2 separate regions of the Gossypium hirsutum genome follow, and region 2 is linked to region 1. Evidence: chromatin contacts called from public Hi-C data. All regions are on one chromosome and are shown on one strand. The core of a region is the stretch at or near the end of the contact, and the rest is flanking DNA. Distances in the headings are between cores, read along the strand shown. Region 1 has its middle 5.4 kb from the start of LOC121219376. Region 2 has its middle 47 kb from the start of LOC107956593.

Evidence for each region. A called contact is a pair of places that touch in the nucleus more often than the background predicts.
Region 2: a Hi-C map of leaf shows a contact between it and region 1, with 2.7 times the contacts expected there. The contact joins two enhancer-like sites. A contact is called at or near these places in 10 of 34 Hi-C or Micro-C datasets (hypocotyl, leaf, petal and 1 more).

The regions. Positions count from the first base shown.
Region 1 is chrD07:10,615,864-10,622,694 of Gossypium_hirsutum_v2.1, reverse strand. No RefSeq gene overlaps it. Among protein-coding and RNA genes, the nearest start is that of LOC121219376, 5.4 kb to the right of the region's middle. Within about 2 kb of position 3,959, at least 2 of the 9 cell types and tissues checked have an H3K27ac peak or open chromatin away from gene starts, as enhancers often do.
Region 2 is chrD07:10,726,938-10,733,768 of Gossypium_hirsutum_v2.1, reverse strand. No RefSeq gene overlaps it. Among protein-coding and RNA genes, the nearest start is that of LOC107956593, 47 kb to the right of the region's middle. Within about 2 kb of position 2,433, at least 2 of the 9 cell types and tissues checked have an H3K27ac peak or open chromatin away from gene starts, as enhancers often do.

The sequences.
Region 1 (6,831 bases), core at 2,710-5,209:
TTTGCTTTTATAGTTTGCTTATTATTTTTGACAGATCAGAAACTTTGCCCTTTCCAGAACAAAACTTAAACGATAATATCCCTGGTACTAGTACACAATTTCAATGGGTTCGTCAGGATACGGATGAAGATATTTACGAATAATGATGTAGTAAGATTTTACGATTGTTTAATTATATGTAATATCATAATTTAAATCTTGGTCTTATTATATATTTCAACTATTTTATATGTGCTGTTATTGTTGTAATTAGTTATTAAGTTTTCAACTATTTTATGTGTATTGTAGATAAAATGCCTAGAAGAAAAATTCCAAGGGGAAGCATTGTTCAAAATGCTCCAAACTCGACAGAAACAAATAGTGAACAACAAACAACTATTGGATCTTAGAATGTTCCGATTGCACCTGAGGATCCTACAAAAGTTCAAAGTAATTTTATATTTTATTTACATGCGTGTTGAATTCTAATTGATTTATTTTTCAAATTCTTATATTATAATATACCATTTTTCAGCTGAAAATAGTGGGACGCACAGAGGTCGAGGACGTACGCTACTTAGAGATTTATACGAGTTAGATCCAGTCGAGCGTGTAAAAGTATGCAGAAACTGTTTTGGCCAGCCTGTTGGAACAGAAGCTCGACTTTTAGTAGGATACTTGGGCATTTTAGCACGAAATGCGAATATGTTGCCTATCAACTACGAGTCATGGCATCAAATGCCCGATAGTAACAAAAACCAAGCCCTCGATAATATTAAGGTAACAAAACGTTAATGTCATCTGTAATACTTGGGAATTAGTTTCATTTAGATTTACTTTCTTAACTTGTGTTTTTTGTAGGCGAGGTTTGCTTTAGAGGTCTCGGATACTTATGTAAAGAAGGCATTGGGAAAAAGATGGAGAGACCATAAAAGCACTTTAAAGAAAGATTACTATAAGACAAAAACAACCCTCGCTGAGAAATTGCAAAATGTCCCGCCAGGTATGCTAAGGTACCAATGGGAAGATGCGGTTAGATTTTGGCATTCGAAGAAAGGCGAGGTATGATATACTTCCAAACTCTTGTAATTATTTTAGTTTATAGTATTATATATTTACGTACTAATAATTTCATAACATAGGATCGTGAACAAGTTGGAAAAAGCAGCAGGGAGAAACAGAAATTCACTCACGCAGCTAGGTCGAAAAGTTTTGCTTGTGTAGCTGAGGCCGAGGTATTTTTAATTTTTTAATACTGTTAAATATGTATTACTTTCCATTAAATAATATTTTTACTAATATATTGTAGGAACTGTCATCTGGTCAAAAAGTTGGACGCCTTCAACTTTTTGAGATTACACATAGGAAGAAAGATGGATCTCCTATGACTCCTGAAGCTGCAGAAATTATGGTACGTTTACATAATACGATTTTACTTGTTTTAGTTATTTATAGTGTTTATTTTCTAATGGTTTAATTCATTGCTTGTAACTTATGTTGCATTTGTTTTTTTAATATATATTGCGTTCCTAACTATGTGATTTATTTATTAGGAAAAACTAAAGGATAAAAAGGTGGAGTACGAAGTGATTGCCTCCAGTGATAGTTCTATTCATCTTGAAGACATTGATAACTGGATTATTATTGAAGTTTTCGGTCCTGAAAGGTATGGTCGGGTTCGATTTCAAGGATCTTTTGTTAACCCAACCCAATATTTTGGATCCAGCTCGCACCAATATATGCCTTCGGGGAGTCAGGCTCAAGCTGAAGTTCAGAGGTTAAAAGACCAGATAGTTGAGATGCAAGCGACCACAGTTGACGTTCAAAGGAAATATGAAAAACTCCAGCTACAACTTAAAGCAGAGGCGGCAGCGAGGGAAGTAGAGGCGGCAGCGAGGAAGCAGAGGCTGTAGTGAGGGAAGCAGAGCAAAGTAAAAAGTACGACGAACTCCAGCAACAGCTTCAGAATATGATGAAGATGTTCCACCAGTCCCAACTTCCGCCGTCATAGTGTATTGTATAAATATTTTTATCATTTTAACTTTTAAAATTTTTGTGAAAATAATATGAATGATGTTTTATTTATTGATATTAATATAATTTTATTCGTTTAATTTGAAATATTATATAAATTTGTTGCTTTTGGCTGATTTAGATTTGGTTGCTTTTGACTTGTTGCTACACGAGGGCTGAAAAAATAAAAAATTTTATTTTACAAAAATCCCAAATTTAGTGGTGCTTTTAGAAAAAGCGCCGCTAAAAGCCGCCAAACAATAGTGGCATTTTTCAAAAATGCGCCGCTAAAAGTTATGACCTTTAGCGGCGTTTGTGGGAAAGCGCCGCTAAATAACATGACTTTTAGGGGCGTTTATTTCTATAAACGCTGAAAATGTTGGTGGCGCTATCAACAGCGGCATTTTTTGCGGCGCTTTTGGAAGCGCCGCAAATACTTTTAGTGGCGCTAAAAAGCGCCGCTAAAGGCCTAGAAAACGCTGCTAAAAACCTGTTTTGGTGTAGTGTATCGACCTTTTGGAATGATGTGTACTGAGTTTGGGATTATTTACCTTTTTGGTCCCTGCATTTTATTATTATTATTATTTACTGTTTTATTTGTTTATACTTGAAGTTTCATAATAGTTTCAATTTAGTCCCCTATTCATTTAATTGAGCCCCTGTACTTGTTGTTTTTTTTTAATTTTTTGCCCTCGAATTTCCTGATTATTTTAGTTTGGCCCTTTATCTTTAATTTTTGATACTATTAATACTATTAAGTGATTATTATTTTTAATTAATATTATTTTTTTCTTAAAATTTGCTCAAAAATGATTGTTAATTAATATTATTGTTAATTAATACTATTAAGTGATCATTATTGTTATTTAATATATTATTAACATCCATTTTTTATATTACTTTACCATTATTATTGTTATTATTATATAGTTTTATTAATTGAATAATAATTATTATTTATTGTTGTATTCATTATATTATTGTCATTTTTATTATTTATGTTATTATTTCGTTAGATCTCATAATTTTGGGATCATCTTGTGTTGTAAATATTGCTACATACATTCATTTGTTTTTCTGCGCAAATGCATAAAAATAATAATAACTTAAGACCGATGCAATATTTTTTATTTGGGGAATCTGAGGGGTCGTGCTCCTAACTTACGGAGAATGATTTTCTCCTTGAACCAAAATAATCGAATATCCTATTTAAAATGAAAACACATAGGATTTAGGTAATAATCAAATGGCGATTATTCTTGTTTTTGATGATTCGAGACATCATGCCCTAATTTACAGGGCATGATCTTTTCTTCCCGATTAACTCGAAATAAAGCCTTTTTCACAAAATTTAATTTAGTTGGCAATATTTTAATAAAATCATGCAAGAAGGGGATCATACTTTAAATTTTCTTTGAATTCTCAATTCTTGACACTAAGACATCAAGTAATCAACTAGGTACCAATTTTGGGCGTTATGAGGGTGCTAATCCTTCCTCCTGTGTAACCGACTCCCGAATCCATTTCCTAGATTTTGTAGTCCGGAAATTTAGGATATCTAACATTTTATTAGAATGAGTAAATTTTGAGGTGATCCAATCACACTTAATTAAAAAGGATTGGTGGCTACTCAATTTTCATTTTAAAATAAAAAGTTGATTTCCAAAAAATGGTTTCGACAAATACAAACTAAAATTGACCGATTAAAAAAAATACAATGACTAAAATTATCCAAATTATAGTACATAAACTAAATTTACAACTTACGTAGGACTAATAGCAAAATCATGGGCATGGCTTACCTCGCTTATAACGGCCGTAGGGTTCCTTCGGCGGATTATTGTCATTTGGAGGAGGAAGGCATTTGTGATAGGGTTCTCCCCTACCACAACTGGCCAAGGCAGCTTCCCTAGCAATGAGAGCATTGGTAGTGACGAAGGGGTCGGCAACACCGGCTAGCATCCTTTCGATGTTGGAGCTATGCAAGAACTTGAACTCTGCATGATTGGCGAAGACGGTGACGTTTCTGAGGCTGTGGAAGTACCGTTTCACCTCCAAAACACTTTTCGGTTCTGAAGGGATTGTGTTGAGCAGGATCATGAAGGAAGTCAATGGGATTTGGAGAGACCAACCTTTCCCCATTGAAATCTTTGCTGCCAATTTTGTCACATAGAGATCCAATTGATTCGAAATGAAACTTGATTAGAAATTAACAAAGGAAAATGATTTATAAGGAGAAGGAAAATTAGTGGTCGGAATTTGTAAGTTATGTCCCTAGCTGCCACTATCTCAAATGCTTTCCACGTCAGAAGTTCATTTTTGTTTATTTGTATACCAGATTTGTAGTGTAATGGTTAAGAATTTTCGTTGAAATTAAGTTTTGGTTGATATCAAATTTCGACTTCAATTGTTAAATACTTTTAACTTTCTCTTATATATAAATATATGAAAGAATGAAACGGATTAAAACTTTGAGTAAATCATCATGTTAGTCATTCTAAATAGTGTTATATTTCTATTTTTTTTCTTACTCCTTTTTTTTTTTTTTGTAAATTTGGTTACTTGAAAAAATTTTGATCAAATTTGATACTCGACCGTAAAATAATAACAGAAAGATTAATTGTGTATTTTCATGTATTGTTTTGAGATGACAAAAATATGAATGACTCTTATTTAGAGTGACTAATGAGTAGTTTACCCTAATTTTAGATTGACTAACGTGGAAAAGCAAAGCCGGCATTTAGTTGCCATCTAACAGCGGATTGACCAATTTATTGAATTTCTTTTTTGGTGACCAAATTAAAAAATAAAATTTAGAGTGACTTTTTAAAATGATTAATGGGTAATTTAGCTATATTTTTACAGATTTAGTAATTGTTCATCATTCCCGTTGAAAAATTTTCCACTTTGATAATGGGCGTTAATGCTCGGTAGTAGGTGGTTTATGCAATAAGGCGAAGACTTTTAGCAATGATAATTTTAAATTATCATTTGCCTTCTTAATTTATTATTATTAGTAACATTAGTATTTGGTAAAAGTATTAGATTATATTCCCGCCCGAATTGAAGGTCTCTATAAATTAAATTATAATAAATTGGGATGTTTTTATAAATGTATTCTAGCTTTGACAGCAAGACATGAAGAAAAAACAACTAATGAATGCATTTTATACTGTCTTCTACTTGGGTTTAAATGTGTTTATGTATCAGGTCTATGTTGGATTTTAAAAAATATTCAGATTTGGATTGGATTTTAGATGTTCAAATGGTAAATTTTGCAATTTAAAAAAAAATAATTATAAAAATATATTAATATTAATATAAAATTATTTTTTTATATTTTTTATAGTTACATAATTTAGGTTGATTCAAAGCCAAAAAACCTTAATCCAAATCCTACCCAAAATGCATCAGCACCTCTAGTTTGGTAGTTCCCAGAATTAATAACAGCCAATTGCTGTCAAACTTGGATAGTTAGAGAATTAATAGTTATTATACTCTAAATAATATCACTCTCCCTTTAAGATTTTTTATTATAGATTCTTATTATATTCGCTCTTTTTGATACAATGCTTAGAATTACTTATAATCTCTCCCTGACTCTTAAATAGGAAGATAATACATTTCAACGCATTTGAATCCATGTCCTCCTGCATTGGCAACAATGTCGATATTAATTGAGTTAAGACTCAATCAGAAAAGAAAAAAAAATCTTTAATTATCTTCAATTATTTTTGTAATGACAGATCACATCTATTTGGAATTAGACTCTCTTTAAAAACTAATCTTTTATGTATTGTATTGTAAGTGTTGGATCTGATTCTTACTTCACTTGATTCTAGCATGATCAATAATCAAAAGTGGGCTGCTATACAATTTTAAAAATTCATCAAATAAAGGTCAAAACAAATTTGGCTAAAAATATACCGAGACAAGTTTTATCTTACTACCAACTATCCCTTAAGTTGCAACGAGTGCTATAGTTGGTGGATAAAGTTTTGCATTAACAAACTTAACTCATATATTTAGGACCAGTTCTTCATTGCTTAAAAAAAATATTTCTGACTCCAAAAGCACTTTTGGAAGAAAAGCTGTGCAAAACAAGCTGTTTTTGGCTGAAATTTTTAGTTTTTCAGAAAAGCACTTTTGAAAAGGAGAAGCTAAAAATTTTAGCTTTTCCTCTCCCAAAAGCACTTTTGTTACTTAATTATTTTTTCACCTCTCCAATAACATAGTACTTTCTTTTTTTTTCTTGGTGCTTAATTACAAATGTGTTAAAATCATTAATTAAAAATAAAAAAATATTTTTTAAAATACTAATAACAAATATTTAATGGTTAATATTTAAATATTTAAAATATAGTTTATATATTCTAATTAAATTTTATAAATAATTAATATTTATTGCTTAAAAATTTTTAAAATGTATATTTCATATATTAAAATATTAACAACAAGTTATAATAATTTTTTTATATTCTTACTAAAATATAATAATATTAACTAATTTAAATATTATTTAAATGCATATTTGTTACTTGATAATAACATGTCTAAAATGGACAATTTATTTCTCAAAAGCACTTTTTGACAACAATGCTAAACACTCAAATTTTAAACCAAACTTTTCAAAAGCACTTCTCAAAAGTACTTTTTCACGGCACTTTTTAAAAAGACTTTTCAAAAGCATTGCCAAACTAGCCCTTAGTATGTTTGGGATGCCATATGTTAATTTGATTTAGATGTAATTTTTGCAATTATCCATGTAATTATTTCAATTTTCATCTTTTGTTATAATAATTGAAAAGCGTAAATGAGAGTGGGATTCACAAATTACAA
Region 2 (6,831 bases), core at 1,184-3,683, 110 kb before region 1:
TGGTAGTTTTACCCATGGAATTCTACTAAGTGGATCCTATGATAAAGTTGTCTATTTAATAAAGGGATAAATCTCAAAACTATACATGAATTTTGGTCTAATGTGCAAGAACTTTGGTTTTGTGCAATTTTATACACGAAATTTGGATTTAATCAAATTCTCATAAATTATTAATACAATTATTGATATAGCATCATTTTGTGTTTATATATTGCATACATATATAATCATATTTATCTAATGTAAAAATAAAATGATGTATTTTTTTCTTTAAATATGCATGATTGAACCACAATCTAAATTTCATGTATATAATTGAACCAACCCAAAGTTCATATATCAAATTACACATTAAATTAAAATTCATGTAAAAATTTGAGATTTATCCCTTTAATGAATAAAATATTTAATTTCGCCAAGTGGGACAACTCCCAATCTTTTTGTATCCCTCTTTATCTATAAATTAAAGCAAGTGACTAATTTGTTCCTTCACCTATTTAGCCAATTGAGAGAAAGGTAGGGAAAGAGGAGGGGGAAATGGGGTTAATTGAAAAGAGAAAAACAAATCTTCTTCTTGCCTCCATGGTGATTATATTTCTCTTGAAAATAAGTCATTGGGGGACTGCTTTCATAGTGAAGAGCAACACCAGCTACAAGTGCAACAGCCGCCTCGATGAATGTCGGACCGTGGAGACTTTCAATTCGGAGTTGGAGTGGGAGCTCGACATGGTGATGAATCCTAATTTTGTTAGAATCCTTGAGGGTGGTGGTGGGACAGGGACCGGTAACACGGGAAACGCTGAAAAGCCGTGGCAACGCCCTTGCCCGGATCCTCAATATGCTAGTTGTCCTCCCCTCGCAGGTGGAAAACCAAACTGTAGGGGAGAGTACGACCGTGGGTGTGGCAGAAACCACTAGTGAATACTATTTTTGCAATGATCTTTGTCCCTTTGATATGATAATCTACCCTTTCCCCAAGCTTTGATTCATGTGTGTGGTAAATATCATTCCTCCTGTTATTGGAAGGGCGATGTTTAATTGCCCTGTTAGAGTTGTATTAGTTTGCGTTAATATTAAATAATTAAAGTATAAGTGGATGCTGTAATATTGTTTAAGATTTATTATATTGAATGGTGTGTGTGTTTTTTTACGGAAAGATTGAACAGTTTTAATGTGATAGAACGTAAAATTCATATATTGAACCTTCTGCCATCAATAGATTTGATTTTTTTTTCATATCTACATTATATTACATTTGATTTTTTTTAGGTGTATTTTAGGTGCAACTATGTTTTTTTTCCTCTTTTACTTTCGTAAAAGTGTTCAACTGTTTATTTAGGTTTTCTTTTGGTGTTGGTGTACTAATTACTTTTTATTTTTGGGTTAGTTTTACACTTTTAATTATTAATAAAATTTTATTTTTCTCAAGAAAAAACAAACTAAAAGTAAGCATTGTTGGTTTGAGGTTTGGATGGAGTTTGAAATGTTAAAGTTTGAGCTCAACTTATATTTTAAATAAGCTTAATTTTTTAGACAAAATATACTTTTTGGGTTTAATATTTTTGTTTAAATCCTCTTAAATTTCAAGTAAATCTTTTAGTTTGGGTGGATAGCTCAGCTTTTGAACAAGTCTATTTACGACCAGTGTTAATGTGTACTTTGTTTTTGTTATTATATTTATATTTAAAAATTTTAGAATGATATAATATGAATTGATTTAATAAAAATTTGAGAACAAAAAATATTTCAAACCAAATAAAACTTTAATAAATATAAACAATATTAATAGATCTAACTATGTGTTTCAACCCTCCAGTTTATAAAAATCGAGAAATCAATTCTTATACATTGTCATAATTTGATCCATGTATTTTATGAAAACTACAAAATTAGTCCAATTGTTAGTAAATGCATGAACTTAAACTACTAATTTTTGCTAATTTGCTACACATTTCAACTCTTATTTAAGTTTTTATGTCATTTCAAGATATAACATGGAATGCTACTAAAGGAATCCCATGATAAAGTTGTCTATTTAATGAATAAAATATTTAATTTGGCCAATTCATGAGGGACAACTCCCAATATTTTGCATCCCTCTTTATCTATAAATTAAAGCAAGTGATTAACTTGTTGCTTCACCTACTGAGCCAATTGAGAAAGGTAGGGAAAAGGGGAGAGAAAAAATGGGGTTCATTGAAAGAGAAAAACATATTTTCTTCTTGCTTTTCTCTGTGATTACATTTCTCTTGAACATAACTCATCCGACGGCTGCTTTTATAGTGAAGAGCAACACCAGTTACGAGTGTAAGGCCACCTCCACGAATGTTTGACCACCGAGGCTTTCGACTTGGAGTTGGAGTGGGAACTCGACATGGTGATGAATTCTAACATTGTTAGAATGCTCCAGAGCGGTAGTGCGACAATAACCGGTAGCACGGGAAACGCTAATGAGCCGTCACAAAAAAATTGCCCGGAGCCTTCATACGGTAGTAGTCTTCCCGCCACAGGCAGTAATCCAAACTGTAATGGAATTTACTGCCGCCAGGGCAGCTAGTAAGGCCCAAAAAGTCCATCAATTTTCAAGTTCCATGCCTGAGTTGTCCCCGGTGTGTATTATTTTTGCAATGATATTTGTAGCCTTTCATGTGATATAATCTACCTTTCCTAAACGTTGATTCTTGTGTGTTAATATCATTCCTCTAGTTATTGGAAGGGCGATGCTGAATTGCCCTTTGCGTTGATGTTATATAATTAATGTAAGATTTGTTTGAATAAATAAGGATAATAAATTGAGTAGTATTTTTACAAAATAAAAAAAAGTTTCAACTATATATAATCAATCTCCGCAATGTTAGAATTGGAAGTACAAGTCTTCATAACTCAAGGGTTTAGAGTAAGCCCATATATAACATTAATAACATGTATAGTTGTTTAAGTTTGAACAAATAAAAAAATAAATTAAAGTCCATTAAATAGTCCATATTACAAAAAAAACCATAAAGCCCAATAGCCCAAAACCTAAAAAAAAAACCCTAATTCCCCTAAGACTTCACCAGTCGTTGCCGCTCCTCTCCACGTCAGCAGGCACGCCGCCCAAGGTTTGCCCCTGCCATTGTTTCACTGAAATGGCAAAAGCGTGACTCCACATCGTCGTTGACCACCACCACCACCTGCAAGAGGAAAAAACACAAAAGCAGAAACAAAAAAGCAAGAAAAAAACAATAAAATATATAATCAATTTTGCTATAAAAGCCTAACAAACATGTTGTAAATTTTTTTAACAGAGAAAGCAATCGAATAGATTAAAAAAATACAATAAAGGAACAAATTTCAAAAGAAAAAAAAGGTAGCATTTTTATTTTTATTTTACTTCAAAGCAAAGAAAAAGAAAATGTAACACCCTAAACACGACCTAGACGTTATGGCCGAATCCAAGAGTGTCACATGAAAGAGTTTTGAAAACAGTGTTATTTCAGTAAAACTTATAAAGTTGTTCGGTAAACCATCCAAGTTTTGAAACCCATAATTATGTATATCAATTTATCGGAAGTGTTATTTCATTATTTGATTTGCCAAAACGTAGTTTACAGTGGAAGTCATAGAAAACGTTATTTTTGGAAATCGTATTCATATTTTTAAAAAACTTTTGTTTTAGTAAAAACCACGTTTTGAATACCTGTCGCAGATAAAATGTTAAAACATAAATCCTAAAATCCAAACAGTCCGGAAAGTCCAATTATTCCAAAAATCCCAAAAATAAACCTTAACAAAAATAAAATCTGCGATCTTTAATAGTTTACGAACTCGTGGTCACCGTGAGGCTTCGTTACTCCAATCCACCTAAGTCTGTGGATTACATGAACAGAACAGACAAACATATGTGAGTTTTCGTAAACTCAGTGTGTAACCCAACAGGAATAGACATGCAATACAAGCAGAAATCATATATACAGTCAAATACAGGTTCAGACTTAAGTCCTTTACAAATACAGATAACAGAATTAGATATGCAGAATAATTATACAGATTCCTACCCCCATCCTCTACACACCAACTCTAACCATCCCATCACACCATGTGGGGTTAATAACACCCACCCATCCCTACACACCATGTTGCGTCATTACGACACATATCAGATAATATACAGTCAGGCTTCCAAAATATAGGCGAAGCATCGCCTTACAGATCACTTCCTCCACATATACAATTCCCACCCCAAACATAATTACAAAATATAGGTACAAAAATATCATGCTTACATGCTCGTATACGGATAACATATATATATGTTTAACAAAATAGTCAGACATGCATAATAGTGTCCTACTCAGAGGAGTCTATCAGAATATCAGATCATCTAATTTTAGGGTTTGGATAGCCCTTATCGACCCTACGGTAGGCCCATAATCGATCGGCACGACCTGTGTGACCCTAGGGAAAATTTTAGAATCACGGGCCCACATACCTGTGTTGGCTCACAAGATTGTGTGGCCCATACGCCCGGATTGGCCTTGCCCGTGTGGCCCACATGGCCTGGCCGCACACTCACATGCCCTTGTGGTATGCTCGTGTAGGCCTACATGCCTAACTTGGCCTAGCCCGTGTGGCCTACAAGACCATACCTATACTTTTGTTAGACACACGGTCGTGTCTCGTACACAGCCAACCACACGGCCAGGCACATGCCCGTGTAACGTCGACAAAATATTTTTTTCGGCTTTTATTGAAACTCAATTTTTCGTGATTTGGGAATACATCTGGTTTTGTTTTGATGCGAAACCACTCCCAAGACCACCAACACCTAAAAACAAAATACCCAACACCTTTTAGCAACCTAATTGCAAAACTATCAATACTAAACTGAGCAATGCGCCACACTTACACTATCAAACCCGATCATATGCACAGATTAGACTGTTGGAGTAGAACCCACTACTTCACTGTCTTTTCCTAAACATAAAATTCCACTAATCAATCGCTATAGATTATTATCGCTAAAAACCATAAACCAATTGATAAAGAGATGCGAAGGTCCATTTACCAACCAATTAGAGAACCCAAAAATCGCAGTAGCAAAGATTGACCGAGGCTTTCACGGATAGAATCAAAGAAAAATGAAAAGAAGTTTACCGATGAGAGAGAAAAATGTCAAAAGAGGATAAAGAGAAGAGAGAAAAAAAGTTAGAAACTTTTAGGAAAAAAATAAAAATAAAAATAAAATTTTAAATCCTAATATCTCAACTTCCCAATATCCACTAAATCTCACTAACCCACTAACTCTCAACTCCCATAGAATTTCGGCTATATCGAAACTTTATCAGTCAACAAAGCAAAAATTAACACCCTTGCTCATGTAGGGATTCAAACACATGACCTTCAACACCCTAACACCTTACCACTCAAATCCGCAAGCTCATTCTAATATGAGTTAACGAACAATTTAGCATAAGCCCATTCAATAAGAGTAAGGCTTGGATAAAAAAATAACAAAATTTGCCAAAAATAAAGCTTGAACCCAAGACCTCACACACACACACACACACACACACACACACCTAGAACACTTAATCACTGAAGTGGATATATATTCTTCTCAGATGTTTACAGAAACAGAAACAAATTAAGCGGGGTGTTACAACTCTACCTTCCTAAAAGAAATTTCGACCTCGAAATTTACCTGATCCAAAAAGATAAGGATACTACTGATGCATCGGGTCCTCAGGTTCCCACGTGGCTTCCTCAGTGCCATGATTCCGCTACAGAACCTTAACCAACAGAATGGACTTCCTTTTCAGAACCTTAATATCATGATCCAAAATCTGAATTGGCTCCTCCTTAAAAGTCAAATTCGATCTAACATTGATCTCCTCTACAGAGACAACGTGAGATGGATCAGACTGGTACCGCCTCAACATCGAGACATAAAACACATCATGCATACGGTCCAACTCTAGAGGTAGCTCCGACTAATAAGCGACCGGTCCAACAAGCTTCAAAATTCGATACGATCCAAGAAACCTAGGGCTCAACTTGCTCTTACGACCGAACCTCAATACTTTCTTCCACAGAAAAACCTTAAGAAAATGAAGACTCCCACAGAGAACTCGATATCCCTCCTTTTCAAATATGCATATGACTTCTGTCTATCAGAAGCTGCCTTCAGACGATCCTGAATCAATCTAACTTTATCCTCAGTCTCGGAAACTAACTTAAGACCCAAAATTCATCGCTCACCCAACTCAGTCCAACACAGTGGAGTACGACACTTACGATCATACAAAGCCTCGTAAGGTGCCATCTGAATGCTAGACTGGAAACTGTTGTTGTAGGCAAACTCAGCTAACAGTAGAAAGTCCTCCTAACTACCTCGAAAATATATCACACGACTCCGAAGCACATCCTCTAGTATCTGAATTACGCTCTCAGATTGACCATCGCTCTGAGGATGAAACGCAGTACTGAAGTTCAATCTTGAACCTAGAGCATCCTGCAGCTTCTTCCAGAATTGAGAAGTGAAGCGAAGATCCCTATCAGAAATTATTGAAACTAGAACCCCATCCAGTCTTACAATCCTAGAGATATAGAGCTTTGAAAACTTTTGCAGAGAGTAGTCCGTCTAAACTAGAATAAATTTAGCAGACTTGGTCAATCGATCCACGATAACCCAAACAGAATCTTTCTTAGTGGGTGTCAAAGACAACCCACTAACAAAATTTATCATTACGCGTTCTCATTTCCATAAGAGAATCTTAGCAGGTTGTAGCAAACCCGAAGACAACTAGTGCTCAGCCTTAACCTGCTAGCACGTCAAACAACTAGCAACAA